5 separate regions of the Mus musculus genome follow, and regions 1, 2, 4 and 5 are each linked to region 3. The links are chromatin contacts, called in public Hi-C and promoter capture Hi-C maps. All regions are on one chromosome and are shown on one strand. Each heading gives the region's core, a stretch centred on a gene start, on an enhancer-like site or on the middle of the called end of the contact. The rest is flanking DNA. Distances are from core to core; before and after follow the strand shown. Region 1 holds the start of Rab3gap2 (RAB3 GTPase activating protein subunit 2). Region 2 holds the start of Eprs (glutamyl-prolyl-tRNA synthetase). Region 3 holds the start of Cenpf (centromere protein F). Region 4 holds the start of Mtarc2 (mitochondrial amidoxime reducing component 2). Region 5 holds the start of Iars2 (isoleucine-tRNA synthetase 2, mitochondrial).

Region 1 (2,700 bases), core at 42-2,541, 4.5 Mb after region 3:
ACACAACAGTTAGCATTCTATAGACTGAAACCACACTTCACCCTTAACTAATTATCACCTTGACTCCAGCTGCCATACCAAGTGTTGGACGTCTCCACAAGCATTTCAGATATGGCCTTCTTTCTCTCTCAACACACGCGCCTGTCAAGCCATCTATCATGTTAGAGCACCCTCACTCACACGTGACATTACCAGTGAATCATAGTGCTACCAGACGGAAACTACCAAACTTAAGTGGTAGGGAGCAGCAATGACTGGTACAAACTATTCATCCCTAGTTCCTCCCATATTTGATATTTTCAAACATTACTTTTCAGACAGACCCTACTAGGAAGCAGAATCTCCCTAGTGCCCTGGGATAGCTTCTAAATAGTGAAAAGGAGAGTGGTTTTTTAAAAATTATTACTGGGTCTACAGAGCAAAGTGATTTTCATATTAAAAATAAAGAAAGCAGAGTAAGATACCCTCTTTCAAAAGGAGAAATAAAGGAGCATATAATAAAATCCTCAGGTAATACGCAGCATTTAGTAAGCAGCTTTGGGATTTATATTCATGAAGTAGGGCTTGTTAACGTTGTTTGATGGTAATAACAGGCGCTGTTTCTCACCTCAATAGACGCCAATTAACTTTTCTCGACCATGTGGCTGTAATTTTAGTTCCTACCCTGGATTCTCCTCACTTCCTAAGAGGTTACTTTTCTTACTTGGCAGTTTACTCACCACCTTAAAAACCCTTCACTTGCCAATCGGCCATTTATTCCGTAAATCTGAATGACAGAAAAGAGATGGAAGAGGGTGGGGATGCTAAGCACCTCTTGAAGGGGCAGAGCAAAGGCTACATACAGTGCCAGAAATGGAGAAGGATGGGAGTTGGAACAAGCACAGGGTGGAGGGCTGACATTAGGCAGGGACTGGGACGGAGGATGCTATCTCTGAGCAGGTGGTGTGCATAGGGAGAAGACGTGGAGCTGGGACTGGGAAGGAGGGGGTGGGGAGCGGTGACAGACAGGCGACAGGACAGGAGACGCAAAAGGCTGAGGCTGAGAGAGACGGGACGCCGAGGGAAGGGAGGCTTGCAGCCGCGTCCCGGTCGCCGGGACACTTACTCGGGTCCCTCTTCAGGGCGCCGGGGGTCTCCTCCCGCAGGTGAGGGAATAGGAAGTCGCGCGCGGACTGCAGGTCCTGGAAGGAGCAGAACTGGACGATGGAGCAGGCCATGGCTGCAGGGACCCCGCCTCGCGGGGCTCGTGGTCCCTAGCCACGCCCGGGCCACTCCACCCGAAGGCTGACAGCACGGAGCCCCGAAAGCTTCAGCTACCCTGGGGGGGCGGGGACGCCAGACCGGAAGCTGTCAGCACTCCTCGCGAGGGGAGGGTGCTACGCATGCGCGGGACGCCCCGAAGCTGCGCGTGCGCGGGCCGAGCGGGAGCCGAGGGAGGGTGCAGCTTCGGACACGTGACTCGCGGTCTTGTGGCGGAGAGTTAGACGTGGAGCCTGGCCGCATTCTTTCTTGGGCGAGCTTGTCCCGTCATTCTGGCCTTCCTCCAAAGGTGATCTAATTGAACTTTGCGGGGGCCATTGAGTCACCCAAACAATCTTGTTGGTGTGCTTCTACGGACACGACCTAGATCGTTCGCAGATCAGGCGGTTTAAGCTGAGTGTGGGCAGGTGCCTGAGAACTTCGTAATTTTGTTTGTGCTTTTGTTTTTTTTTTTTTTAATGTGGAAGGCTATCCTCAGCACCTATACCCCAACTCCCAAAAGAGTCTGCGGCGCCTATGCCTGTAATCCTTCCTACCTCAGTCTGAGGCAGGTGAATTTCTGGCTGTTGAAGCCACTATCCTGGGCTACAATGCAAAAACAGTGTCTCAAGTAACAAAGCGATGGAAAGCAGCTCCTTAAGGGCTCGTATTAAATAAATACTCCTATCTATAAGTTGCCACGGTTCTGTGAAAGCCCGATGTAGTAACAGGACCAGCGCAGTATTGAATGGTGCTCTGTAATCGTCCGTTTGCCTTTTCATCCGTTTGTTCATCTAACCGCCCAACAAGTATTTGTTAGTGTTTTCCGTGCCAGCCACACTCTAGGCACAGAGCTTCGGAACAGAAAGGGACACATTCCTACGGAACTAAAAAGCTAGTGACTAACACAGGCCAAGTGAAGCAATTACTTACTCAGCTAACTAAAACTGAGAGAATGCTAGGCGGGAAAGAACAACAAAACAGCACGGCAGAACAGAGCTGGGGAGACTGACCCTGTACTTTTCCTTTGGGTTTTGGATAAGGAAAGCACCATCCTTATAGACTCCTGGAGGACTGGGGATCCGTTTAACCCCTTAAATACCTGGTCTCTAGCATGGGATCTGGCACCCAGTTGAGTCCTTGATAAATACTTACTGAAGTATATACACATAAATTAAAGACCAACCTGAGTCTTTTACTTGGATTTGAAAGTACATTTCCATATCTTGCCCAGTTAGACTGTCATAAATATCTTCAAGGAGTCTTGTTTCTTTGATTGTTTGAGATAAGGTCTAGCCATGTAGTCCAGGTTAGCCTCAAACCTTCAATTCCCCTCAATGTCCAAGCACTGGGATTATATGTGTGTACTGTACCATGGCTGACTTCAAAAGAATGTGTTATCCTAATTTTGTAAATGAAAAAAAAAATTGCTCTGTCTCTGATGAAGCTCTTGAAACCCAT
Region 2 (2,700 bases), core at 71-2,570, 4.3 Mb after region 3:
CAAGGAATCTCAACTGCACTCCGCAGCGGGCAGAACTCAGGCCTCCAGGATTAGCCACGAGGTCAGCATCATCTACCTAGTGCCGTTTCAAACCAAGAATCACATCTACTTCTTTCAGGGCTCATGGATTTGTTGTGAGGTTAGCATACAGAGACTGGAACTAACATGCTAAAATGTTATCATTTTAGAACATTTCAAGCGATTGCTACAGTCTATTTTTAGGGCTGGTGAGTGTGGCTCAACAGTCAAGTGCTTGCCTACAATGCAAAGCTCCCTGAGCTGTTTCCCAGCGCATTAATACATAAATAAATGTCTTTTCACTCCAATAGGCGCAGACTGCTGTCAAAGTTGAGGTTGCAAGAAATTTCATCAGCCCCACATGGCCAATTGTATTCAAGGGGCTGACTTTTTGAGTATTAGAAAAAGTACTTCCAAGTCTACATGATAAAATTTTTGGGTTGTTTCCCAAAGTAATGAAAAGACAGAAATTTTAAACTAGCTAGCAATAGCGTTAGCCACTTTGAAAAATCAATTTCGAATGGAACGTAGGATGACGTTTACTCGAGCCTGGACTACGTCCACGGGGTGTGTAGTAAAACAGCCAGTAGCATTAGTCCGCAGCGTTCCTACGGCTTTCCGTAATTACAGCCTTCGACCACAAGCCAACGCAGCCTCAGTAAAAATTCCAAGTGCTGACAGAAAAGTCTACCTTGCTCCCTTTAACTCGACAACCGAAGGGAAAGTGGGGCAAGTGAATTCAGATCTCCTGAGAGGTGGGGAAGGGGCGGGAGGTTCCTAGATCGCATTAAAAGGACGGGCCGGACAGACAGTTGGGGTTTTAATTCCACTTCAAAAGCCACTTGGGACCCTGGCAGAGTCGCAGCCATAGTCTCGTGTCTCCCCGCGGGGCTCTGGTCCTGTCCCCCCACTCCCGGGACAGCGGGCCTCGGGAGACGGCGCCCCGAGCGGACAGAGGCCGGGGCCACGCGGGGCTGGGTTCCCCGCAGAGCAGAACAGGCCCGTCCGTCCCGGGGCGGGAGGCTCGTTCGGCGTGACCGCCGCGGCACCAGCCCCGCACCCACGCGCTGATGCAACCCGCGCGGGTCGGCGGCGCCCTTACCCAGCGGAGGGTTTCCGGCGTTCACCGTGAGGCACAGCGCCGCCATCTCCCAGGAGCTGCGGTCTACTCGTCGGGCTGCCTTCCTGGCGGCGAGGGTTCAGGTGGAAGCAAGGAGATGCAACGTGTGCGCGCGACCGAAGGCACCGCAGCCCTGACTCCTCCCCACGGGCCGCCACCGCCGGAGTCGGTGCGCACGCTACGACACGTCATAAATATGCGCCCGCCAAGGCAGCCTTCGCTCCGCCCCACTCCACGCGCCACGACTGCAGAGAGGTCAAGGCAGGCTACTCTGTGCGTCATCGCTGCGCGCCCACGACATTTCAGCCTCTCTCCCGTCCCCGGCCCGCGGATACTGACGTCTGGCGAACGCTATTGAACGTAATCGCCGTGCGTCGCCTCCACCTTAACCGCACGCTCCAGTTGCCTCTTGGCAGCAGGACTGGGCACCCGTGAGGTGCCACTCCGTTGTGGAAAAGGAACAGCCGTTAAGACCCATCGGAAAGTGAGGGAAGCAGGCGGACGATAGACTAGTCCATTCTGGGGCAGTGGCACATCCATGCACAAAGTCGACGAGCTACACTGGGTATAAGGGAGCTTCCCTTCAGTCTTCTCTAAAAGGAAATATTTTCAGGATTGTTTGGTGTGGTGCACGTCCCAGCATCTAGGAGGCAAGCTAGAAATACAGAAAACTATGGGGACAAAGAGAAAAAGGACCTGCTTGCTGGGCCTCCTGGCCCTGAGAATCAAGATTTCCAGATGTTACTATCTGTAGTGAAGCCTGCCAATATTGACAATGTTTGGGGGTTTTGTTTGTCTGTTTTAGAGAGAAGCATCTTCAAATGAGAGGGTTAATAATAATTCAGGCTATACAGAGAAACCCTGTCTCAAAAAACCAATAATAATAATTCAGGCTGGAGGCCTACGCGTATGTGAGCTTAAGGATGGTCTGCGAACCTCACAACAGTTAACTTGTGTTCACAGTGGAAACAAAAGAACAATTCAGGAACAGCCCATGACCAAATTCCTTAATAACCTTTAAAAATAATAACTTCAGTGTTCTTGCTAAGACCATGAAGTGTGACTGTGGTATGCGTCCTCTTTGGAGCACCTGTCAACTCCCATGCTTTAAAAAAAAAAAAAATCACATAGTAAACTCCAACTTTGAATCATAGTGGCTGCCTCTGAGGAGGTCTTCATGATAGACTTGTCTTGTCATTTCTGGAATCCAAGGTAATTAGAGAAGAGTATGACTGGGGGTAGGGGATTGAGTCAGAGAAGAAACAAAATGGCATTAAGTGCACTGGCTGGTGCCTTCTTTCATTCCTTTGTAATAGAAGTACCTTGCCGGCTGCAAAATGGCTGTGTATAAATGCTGGTTCAGAGGCAGGGACCCAAAGAAATAGCTACCCTATAGTTACATGAAAACATTGGCACATTCCTGAGGCTATTGGAAGGTAAGGGTAAATATGTACTGCTTCTGAAATCTCGCCTGCACCTTGAACTTGAACTTTTGGAAAATGCCCTGGGCAAACACATGCATCACAGAGAATTTGGATTAGAAACCCCCCTGAAAGATGCCT
Region 3 (2,700 bases), core at 111-2,610:
TGCTAAAAGTAAGTAGTCTTTGGCTACAGAATAGCAAAGAGAACTGCCAAAGATAAAGCAGCTTTGGTCTCCATCTGACTCTGTAACTCTTAGCTGCCTTCCTGGGGAAACTGGGTGCTGGGATAAGCCCTGGGCACTAAGTGACCCTAAAAAGAAATGGGATGTGAGCAGAGAGACAATGAGAGGGATCACTGGAGAGGAAAGAGGAACTGAGAGCATTTTTATGTTTTAATTTTATGTGCATGCATGTTTTGCCAGCACGTATGTCGTTACATACCTGTTGCCTGTGGGCCCAGAAAAGGGAATCAGATTCCCTGAGCTGGATTTATAGATAGTTGTGACCTACTATGTGGATGTTAGGAACTGTACCCAGGTCTTCTGCAAGAGCAGCAACTGCTGAGCCACCTCTACAATTCCAAGGATATTTACTTCTTTTTTTAAAATTATTTTATTTTAAATTTATTTTCCACACTCCATATTCCATACCCCCGCCCCTATCCACCCTCCGTTTGCATCACATCCCATACCTCCTATGGATATTTACTTTTAAAGAAAAATATTTAGGCATTTAGGTGCTATTAGGAAAGTGGAAGCAGTATACTCAGTTTAGAAGAGCCTTGTGAATATTTGAATCTGATGAAGTGTTCCCCTCGGATCTCATATTCAGTAAATCCTGTCGGCGTGAGCCACCACAACCCATGCGAATCGCATATCCAGATTTTGAAAATATGGAGATGACAGAGAGGTCAGCAGTTGAGTTTTGCATGCATGTCTAGATTCAAGTTCAGATTATTTGTTATACTGTGCCTCTGTTATCCGCCCCCCCACCCCCCGCCTCCCCTCCCCTCTTCTTTTCTTTTCGAGACAAGGACTCTTGTCTATAGCCAGGCTGTCCTCCAAACGCCCTCCGCAGGGCTGCTATGGCAGGTGCGCGCCAACTTTTAAAGTAATAATCAACTTCGCAGCTAACTTTTATAATAATAATCCCCTCAGAGCTAACACCTTACGCTTGTCCTACGGTTAGAGCGAGCGGCCTCCCCGCAGCACAGACCTCACCTTACCCTGCTCCTCAAGCCCGCCCAGCCGCTCAGGGTTTAACCCTCATTCAGACCCGCAGTCCGCTCCTCCCAGCGTGCGGAGCCCGTCTCTAGGCAACGCCAGTGCATCCGACGTCTGCGCAGGCTCCGCCGCCGGCTCTGCTTGTTTTTAAACAGTCGTCCAAAAGGGCCAATCAGAGGCGGCTCACCGAGAAGCCGGGTGAGGACTGGTCGAAAGCCTCTCGCCATGGCCAATGGGCGTGGAGGCTAGCTGGGCGGGACCGGAAGTGAGCGGGAGGGAAGAGGGGCGGCGGCGGCGGGCAGTTTGAATCGCTCGTGCTGGTCGGGGAGGAACGGTGCGCTGTGTGAGGAGCTCGGCGGTGAGGAACTCGGGGCTCGCAGAGCCCGGAGCCAGGTTCTGTGAGGAGCTCAGGTGAGCAGCGTCCCCCCTCGGGGCCCCCGTCCTCCGCCCGCGGCCCCCCATCGGAGGCCCGCATGGTTTCTAGAAGCTTCTTTCTCACTTGGCGGCTTAGGGTCGCCAGGGTGCCAGGCTGTGCTGTGTGCTCAGCAGCCAGAACTAGCTAGCACTGGCAGAGAGGCAGGGGATCCTGACGGAGGACAACAGCAGAAACCTGCCAGACCCTCTTTAGGGCCTGAGGCGGGCGGTGGGCCCATGAACGGAGCCCTCCGCATTTTAAAGACATACTTTCGGTGGAAGTTCTTTTACACCGTCACCACAGAGATTTTGCTTCATCTTTCAAAGTCTTCTTCTCAGACCCTGCCTCTTTAATCTTAATTTTTTACATTTACGGATTTTACAACTTTTGCTCTAGTGACCCGATTTAGGTGGCTGACAGGTTGTTCCGTACCCAGTCAACACCTAATGGCAATTAGGCGATCGGTGTGATGTATTTATATATAAGTGTAGGAGAGGTAGAAAATGTATATAAGTGTGTAATGAACATAGTAAAAAAAAATGCCTTTTAAACACCCAAGACTAATAACCAAAACTCTGACATCACTCACTCCAAATAACAATCCTAAAACCCCATGATCCCCAGTGAACAGTATATAATTGGAGACTAAGACAATGCTCTGCGCTGCACATATGAGAAGACACCACCATAATCTGCCCTCAGGAGCCTCAAATCAAAAACTTCTGTTGGCTTGTAAGGCCTTAATGGGAAAGGTTGTGTGTAGTCTTGCTTCAATTTGATGTCCCAGGATCAGGTGGTATCCAAGGGGGTCTCCTCCCCTCTCTGAGAAGGGAAGGTGTTTGTGAGGATGGGACTGGGATCACAGGCAGAAGGGGAGGCTACCATTAGGATGTAGAATGAATAAATAATAATAATAAAAAGGAAAAAAAAAACTGAACCTGACAAGCTAAAATATGTCACCCAGGTGAGCAGCCCTGGGAAGATAGGGTTAAGACTGTAATTAGAAATTTAAAGTGTAAATACTGTATACTAATCCTCAGCATAATAAAATATAACTTTAGTTATCTTAACTACATTTGTAAATATCTTCTTGCTCTCAACAAAGTGTGTGACTACAAACATGAATATAGCTGTTTGTAGGTTTTGAATTAGAAAATAAACCTGCTGGATTCCCTTGCTTATATTGCCTCTCTAGATGTTTTGTTGCTTTTATTTTGTTTTGTTTT
Region 4 (2,700 bases), core at 143-2,642, 4.8 Mb after region 3:
TTATCCATCAAGTAACTATTGACAGAGTGTGTGTCTGTAGTGGGGATGAGCTCAGATCTAGTAGGCATTGAGCTTTTCAGAGGGAAAGTGAAGGGGCAGAGAAGGGGGGGGGGAACACGTGCTACATGGGTAGGCTCTCTCAGTCTGTGTCACCTATCAGAAGCAAACACACTTGCTCTGCCAGTTACAGAGGTTGGGGCTCTGTCCTGTCTTTCCTCCCATGCAGAAGTCTGTCGTCTCTGGTGACTGTCCACGCAGCAGAATTCAACATTCTAAGCCCTTGGCTATTTTAAAATTTTTATTTTTATTTTAAGTATGTGGATGTTTTTGCCCGCATGTATGCCTGAGTACCACCTGTGTTCCAGCTATCTGCGGGGGGCAGAGAGAGTGGGGGTCTGCAGGGGGCAGAGAGAGTGGGGGTCTGCAGGGGGCAGAGAGAGTGGGGGTCTCTTGGCACTGGAATTGCAGACAGATACGATCTGCTATGTAAGTACTGGGAGTCCATCTGGGTGCTCTTAACCACTGAGTCATTTCGCCATTTATTTATTTAGCGTTTATTCTCCCCCTGTCTCCTCTTTCTGTCTCTCCATGTACACCTCCCACCCTCTCCTCTCTCGTGTCTCTTGTCTCAGTCTTCCCCTCCCCTTCCCAGTCCCCCTCTCCTTCTCCCTCCCACTCTCTCTGTTTGTTCAAGAAATGGTTCCCTCCCTTCTATCACATGGCTCCCAGGGACTGAATTCGAGATGTCAGTGTTGGCAGCCAGGACCTTTATGGGTTGAGCGGCTTTCAACTGATGAGTTAATCATTGATGCTTCTGAGACAGGTCCTGGCCATCAATAGCCCACCGTGATCTTGAACTTGGGGCTATCTCTTAGCCAAAGCCTGACATTTGGATTCCGTTTAGATCGTTGTCTGAGAAAAGTCGACCAGAGTCCTCTATTCGGACCTCAGCAAGTGGTAAGCTCTGGCAGCCTTTCCCTTCCTTGCGCTGTCTTAATTGGCTGGTGTACCTGTAACCTCAGGTCACGCTGCCAGAAGCCGCGCCAGTAGTTTTGTCTCTACCTGCAGAGATGGAAGCCGAGCGTTCCAGAGAGTTGCGCGATCTTCGGGAGACCTATCCCAAAGTTGTCCCCAGGAAACATTCCTCCATTCTGCTTCATTTCAGTGCAGCAGCTTCTTGCACAATTGAGTGTGCTCCTTTTAGAAGCAAAAGGGTTAATGAGTGTAGCAGGTTGAAGAGTCATGGGGGGAGGGATCACTTTAAAGGCGGACAGAGACAAAGTAAAATGAAAGTGACCACCCCACGCTGTCACCCGCGATGGGCGTGGGCCAGGCTCCGCCGACACTGATCTGGACGTGAGCAGCATAAGTTTGACAGGCAGTGCGGCTGCGCCAACCCTGGCTCCTCCCACACTCCCGGAGCCTTAAGCCCCGCCTCGACACCGCGGCCCAGTAGCCCAGGCCTGCCCGGGATAGTGTAACATGGGTTCCTCCAGCTCTACGGCTCTGGCTCGCCTCGGCCTCCCTGGGCAGCCGCGGTCCACCTGGCTCGGCGTCGCCGCGCTGGGGCTGGCTGCGGTGGCGCTGGGGACCGTAGCTTGGCGTCGCACGCGTCCCCGGCGGCGCCGGCAGCTGCAGCAGGTGGGCACGGTGTCGAAGGTTTGGATCTACCCGATCAAGTCCTGCAAGGGGGTGTCGGTGTGTGAGACCGAGTGCACGGACATGGGGCTGCGCTGTGGCAAAGTGCGCGACAGGTACGCCGAGCCCCGCACTGCACCGGGCGCGAATGGGCCGGGGCGAGGGAGGTGGGGCCTTGCCTATCCTTGCTCGGAAGTGTGAGACCTGGAACCAGGCGCCCCTCGGTGAGTGCAAACTTTGTGAGCCTGAGCCTGGAGCAAGTCGAGAGAGGAGTTCCGTACTGCAAGCTGTGTTCTCCCCAAACCTAGAAAGTAAGGGTTTGTTGCTTCTGGGAAACACACATATGGGAAAGAGATGACAGCAGTTACAGCACGGTGCACATTGACGAGCGTGTTCAAGTTGAAATCTAAGTTTGCAAGCCCAAATATGTCTGTGGGGAGACCTTCCGGGAGGAGAATTTTAGTTTTACCACATGCAAATTTACTCTAAAGCGAAACAGAGCGCCTGGATTTCGGCCCCCACCCCTTTCGGCTTCACAGAACTGAGGCTTGTTGCCTGAATTCTCTGGGCTGTCGAGCTTTGATCCTTTAGCTGCGAAGCCCGTGCTTCTGGCTAAAGTAGTTTTGGAAAACTGAGTTGGAGCATTCCTGGAACCCTGGGGGGTGGGGGGGGGGGGGGAGACTCCCCTGTCAGCTGTCCGTACAGCTCTCCTAACTGTAGGACACTAGAAATATAAAATGCCATTGGCTGAGCGTTTTCAAGAACATCGGGCCTTCCCTCTAGTTCTGGTGACCACTTGAACGAGTAAGGAGCAGAATTACACGGTTTGCCGGGGGTGGGGCGAGGGAGGGGTTGTGGTAGATGGCGATAGAGAGCTAGTCACAAACGGGTATGAAATAATAATAAAGGAGGTTAGAATAAAAAAAAAGAGTTTAGTTCTGCTACAGAATAAATTTATAGATCAGGAATTCCGCTCATGGATTTTCCATTCCTCATTGGCGGCCTATGTTTGCAATGCTGGGAGGTTTGGGTTTAAATTATCATTTACTGAGGGCCTGGGGA
Region 5 (2,700 bases), core at 37-2,536, 4.4 Mb after region 3:
GCCCTAGCAGAGGCGTGGTTTTGCTACCTGTGGATAATTTCTGTGATTGTATGATATTTGAAATCAACTTTTCAGATGGTATATAAATGCTAAAGAGTGGAGACAGGGTGGCATAGTTGTGCTCACAGAGAAAATAAGATTGGGGTCTGTATCTCTTTTTCTCTCCTCTATCATTGTTCTTCTCCTATCTAGAGGTAGAGGATGAAACTGGGAGAATAAAGCATGGGAAAAGAATCCACAAAGTAGCTCAGACCAGCTACATATCTTCTCATAGGGTTTCCCAGAAAACAGCCTAGTTGATTGAATACAGCTAGTTGTTCTGGAGAGTTTGGTGGTAATGTTTTCTTCATGCTGCTGTGAGATGACAGCTGTCAGTCAGGTTCTCAAATGGGAAACTACAGTTCAGAGAACGGTATTGTAAATGCTGTCATTTACTACAGAGCAGGGGAGATGGTGGTACAAACAGGAGAATTCACAAAAACGCTTAAACACCGTGTATAATTCCAGGTGCGGGGGAAGGCCCGCATCCCCCGAGCCAGCTGCTTAGAAAGACTAACCATATGGGCCAGCTCTTTGTTTCTGAGAGACCCTAACTCCTTGAATGAGGTGAAAGAGGCATGGAAGATGATTCCCACCATCAACCTAGGACTTCCACATGCACACATAGATGCATGCCCACACATGCAAATATGCACACACACACACACGGAAATGAGAAGGCAAAACAGGCTGTATACTACCTCTGGCAGTCCACGTTTCCACTCTCTCGATACTTGCTACCAAACTTCATGCTTGTTCTAATCTATTAGATGGCTCTGTGTCATCCTGACTCCCAAAGGTGAGCATAGTTTTGCATTCATTGGCTATATTTTTTTTATGAATTGCCTGTGCTTACCTTTCCCCCCTTCCTTTATCTTGTTTGTAGTCACTTTCTATACATTTTTGTTAAAGTGTGGCACAAAAATGGCAAAATTACAGTTGTAAACCCGTGTAGCCCTGGCTGTCCTGCGGAGCTCATTCTGTAGACCAGGCTAGCCTCGAACTTGGAGACCCGACTGGCTCTGCCACCATGTGCTGGGACTAATCCCCTGCACCACCACTGCACGGCTTTAGCTTTGCTACTTTTGTTTATGACCCTGGACAAGTTAATTAAATGTATCTGATTGGGGAAAGCCGAGTGATAGTAAACACCTCTCTCTACCCCTACTAGACCTCATGAAAGACCTGTAGAGATACAGACTTCCAAGCCGGAAAACCCCGCCCTTGCTCTTGCCCCGCCCCTTCCGCCCCGGAGCGCGTGCGCAGTTCCTCGCCGCCGAGCTCTTCAAGGGTCTCTACCTTTAGGTACCGGGCGGCTGCCGTGGGCCGTGTGCGGAGGGCTCCGCCCGGCTCGTCCACCATGCACTGGGGGCTGTGCCCTCGCGGGCCCGGGGCGGCGGCGGTCGCCGCGGCTGGGAGCTTCTGGGGGCCAGCCCGTTTGCCCAGCCGCCTAGGGTGTCTGGGGATGACGAGGAGGCTCGTGGTACGATCCGTGGCCGGGGCGGACAGCCCCCAGAGCAGCTCGAAAGGCGGCAGATACCGTGACACGGTGCTGCTGCCGCAGACCAGCTTCCCGATGAAGCTGCTGGGCCGCCAGCAGTCCGACATGGAGCTGGAGATCCAGCAGGTACCGGACGCGGCCACCCGAGCAGGGCGGGGCGGGCCAGCTCTGCGGGAACCCTGCAGGCCGCGCGGCTTCCCCGGCGAGCGCCCAGCGGGCCGGGTTCCAAAGTGAAGCCCGGAGCCGCACCGAGCACCTTCCGATTTCCGCTCCCAGCGAGTCGGCTTTGCACACTTTTCCCTTTGTCACTTGTCAGAAAGTAGCCAGCGTGAGCATGTGTAAATGAAACTTCAGGAGTGGGCTGGAGAGGTAGCTCGGCGCCTAAGAGCGCTTGCCACCCTTGCGGAGGATCCGCGTTCCGTTTCCAGCACACAAGTCTGGCAGTTCACAACCACCTGTAACTCCAACTCCAGAAGATCCGATGCCTGACCTCTGTCTGCAGGCACCCGCGCTCGCGTGCACCACACACGAATAATCAAAGAGAAACTTAAAACTAAACTTAAAACATTATAAAAGTATTACCAAAGAAGGGAGGTTGAACCCCACCTTAGTCACATGTTTAGGTTTTTCACAGGAATCATGATTTCTTTGAAGGACAAAGTAGCGGCCCTTTTCTGGGTCCCCTGTGTCGTCGGTATCTGTCTCCTATGTCATACTGAATTTGCTAACGTCTGAGATTCATTCGTTAGTGTCTGCACACTAGAGTATTTAAGATATTTCTGATAATCAGGAATACTGCTTAAGTGAATAGCGTTAGCCTGAATATTCTTTGGATTTAGGGAATTATTGAGGCCAAAGAATTGAAAGAATAAATTACCAGTGTGTTTTGGGTGGCAGAGTGGACTGGGAATAGACAGGTTTTTCAGCAGGTCTGTATTGAGGTAGTGAATACTGAGAGACTTGCTAAGAATTTAGAGCCACCATGCCACATAAACGTTTACACTTTAGTCTGAAGAATTGTTGGGATTTTTGAAGACTACTGAAGGGCTGGAGAGATGGCTCAGTGGTTAAGAGCACTGATTGCTCTTCCAGAGGTCCTGAGTTCAAATCCCAGCAACCACGTGGTGGCTCACAACCATCTGTAATGGGATCTGATGCCC

Evidence for each region. Promoter capture Hi-C pulls out the DNA fragments that hold promoters and counts their contacts. Hi-C and Micro-C count contacts between places; a contact is called where the count stands out from the background.
Region 1: a Hi-C map of B cells shows a contact between it and region 3, with 7 read pairs. The contact joins the promoter of Rab3gap2 here to the promoter of Cenpf in region 3. A contact is called at or near these places in 1 of 39 promoter capture datasets (pre-B cells) and 1 of 484 Hi-C or Micro-C datasets (B cells).
Region 2: a Hi-C map of B cells shows a contact between it and region 3, with 7 read pairs. The contact joins the promoter of Eprs here to the promoter of Cenpf in region 3. A contact is called at or near these places in 1 of 39 promoter capture datasets (pre-B cells) and 2 of 484 Hi-C or Micro-C datasets (B cells and embryonic stem cells).
Region 4: a contact with region 3 is called in a Hi-C map of CD4 T cells, with 4 times the contacts expected there. The contact joins the promoter of Mtarc2 here to the promoter of Cenpf in region 3. A contact is called at or near these places in 2 of 484 Hi-C or Micro-C datasets (B cells and CD4 T cells).
Region 5: a contact with region 3 is called in a promoter capture Hi-C map of pre-B cells. The contact joins the promoter of Iars2 here to the promoter of Cenpf in region 3. A contact is called at or near these places in 2 of 39 promoter capture datasets (cranial neural crest and pre-B cells).

Annotation. Positions count from the first base shown.
Region 1 is chr1:185,202,759-185,205,458 of GRCm38.p6, reverse strand. Rab3gap2 (RAB3 GTPase activating protein subunit 2) reads right to left here and starts at 1,291. Exons shown (of 35, transcript NM_001163754.1): 1 at 1,106-1,291. The coding sequence starts at 1,217.
Region 2 is chr1:185,361,664-185,364,363 of GRCm38.p6, reverse strand. Eprs (glutamyl-prolyl-tRNA synthetase) reads right to left here and starts at 1,320. Exons shown (of 32, transcript NM_029735.2): 1 at 1,121-1,320. The coding sequence starts at 1,166.
Region 3 is chr1:189,686,746-189,689,445 of GRCm38.p6, reverse strand. It overlaps Cenpf (centromere protein F), which reads left to right and starts at 1,360. Exons shown (of 18, transcript NM_001081363.2): 1 at 1,360-1,470.
Region 4 is chr1:184,844,600-184,847,299 of GRCm38.p6, reverse strand. Mtarc2 (mitochondrial amidoxime reducing component 2) reads left to right here and starts at 1,392. Exons shown (of 8, transcript NM_133684.4): 1 at 1,392-1,754. The coding sequence starts at 1,483. Gm34451 (a long non-coding RNA gene) reads right to left here and starts at 1,453. Exons shown (of 2, transcript XR_865818.3): 1 at 1,063-1,453.
Region 5 is chr1:185,327,987-185,330,686 of GRCm38.p6, reverse strand. It overlaps Iars2 (isoleucine-tRNA synthetase 2, mitochondrial), which reads left to right and starts at 1,286. Exons shown (of 23, transcript NM_198653.3): 1 at 1,286-1,666. The coding sequence starts at 1,400. It also overlaps a transcript of Bpnt1 not described here.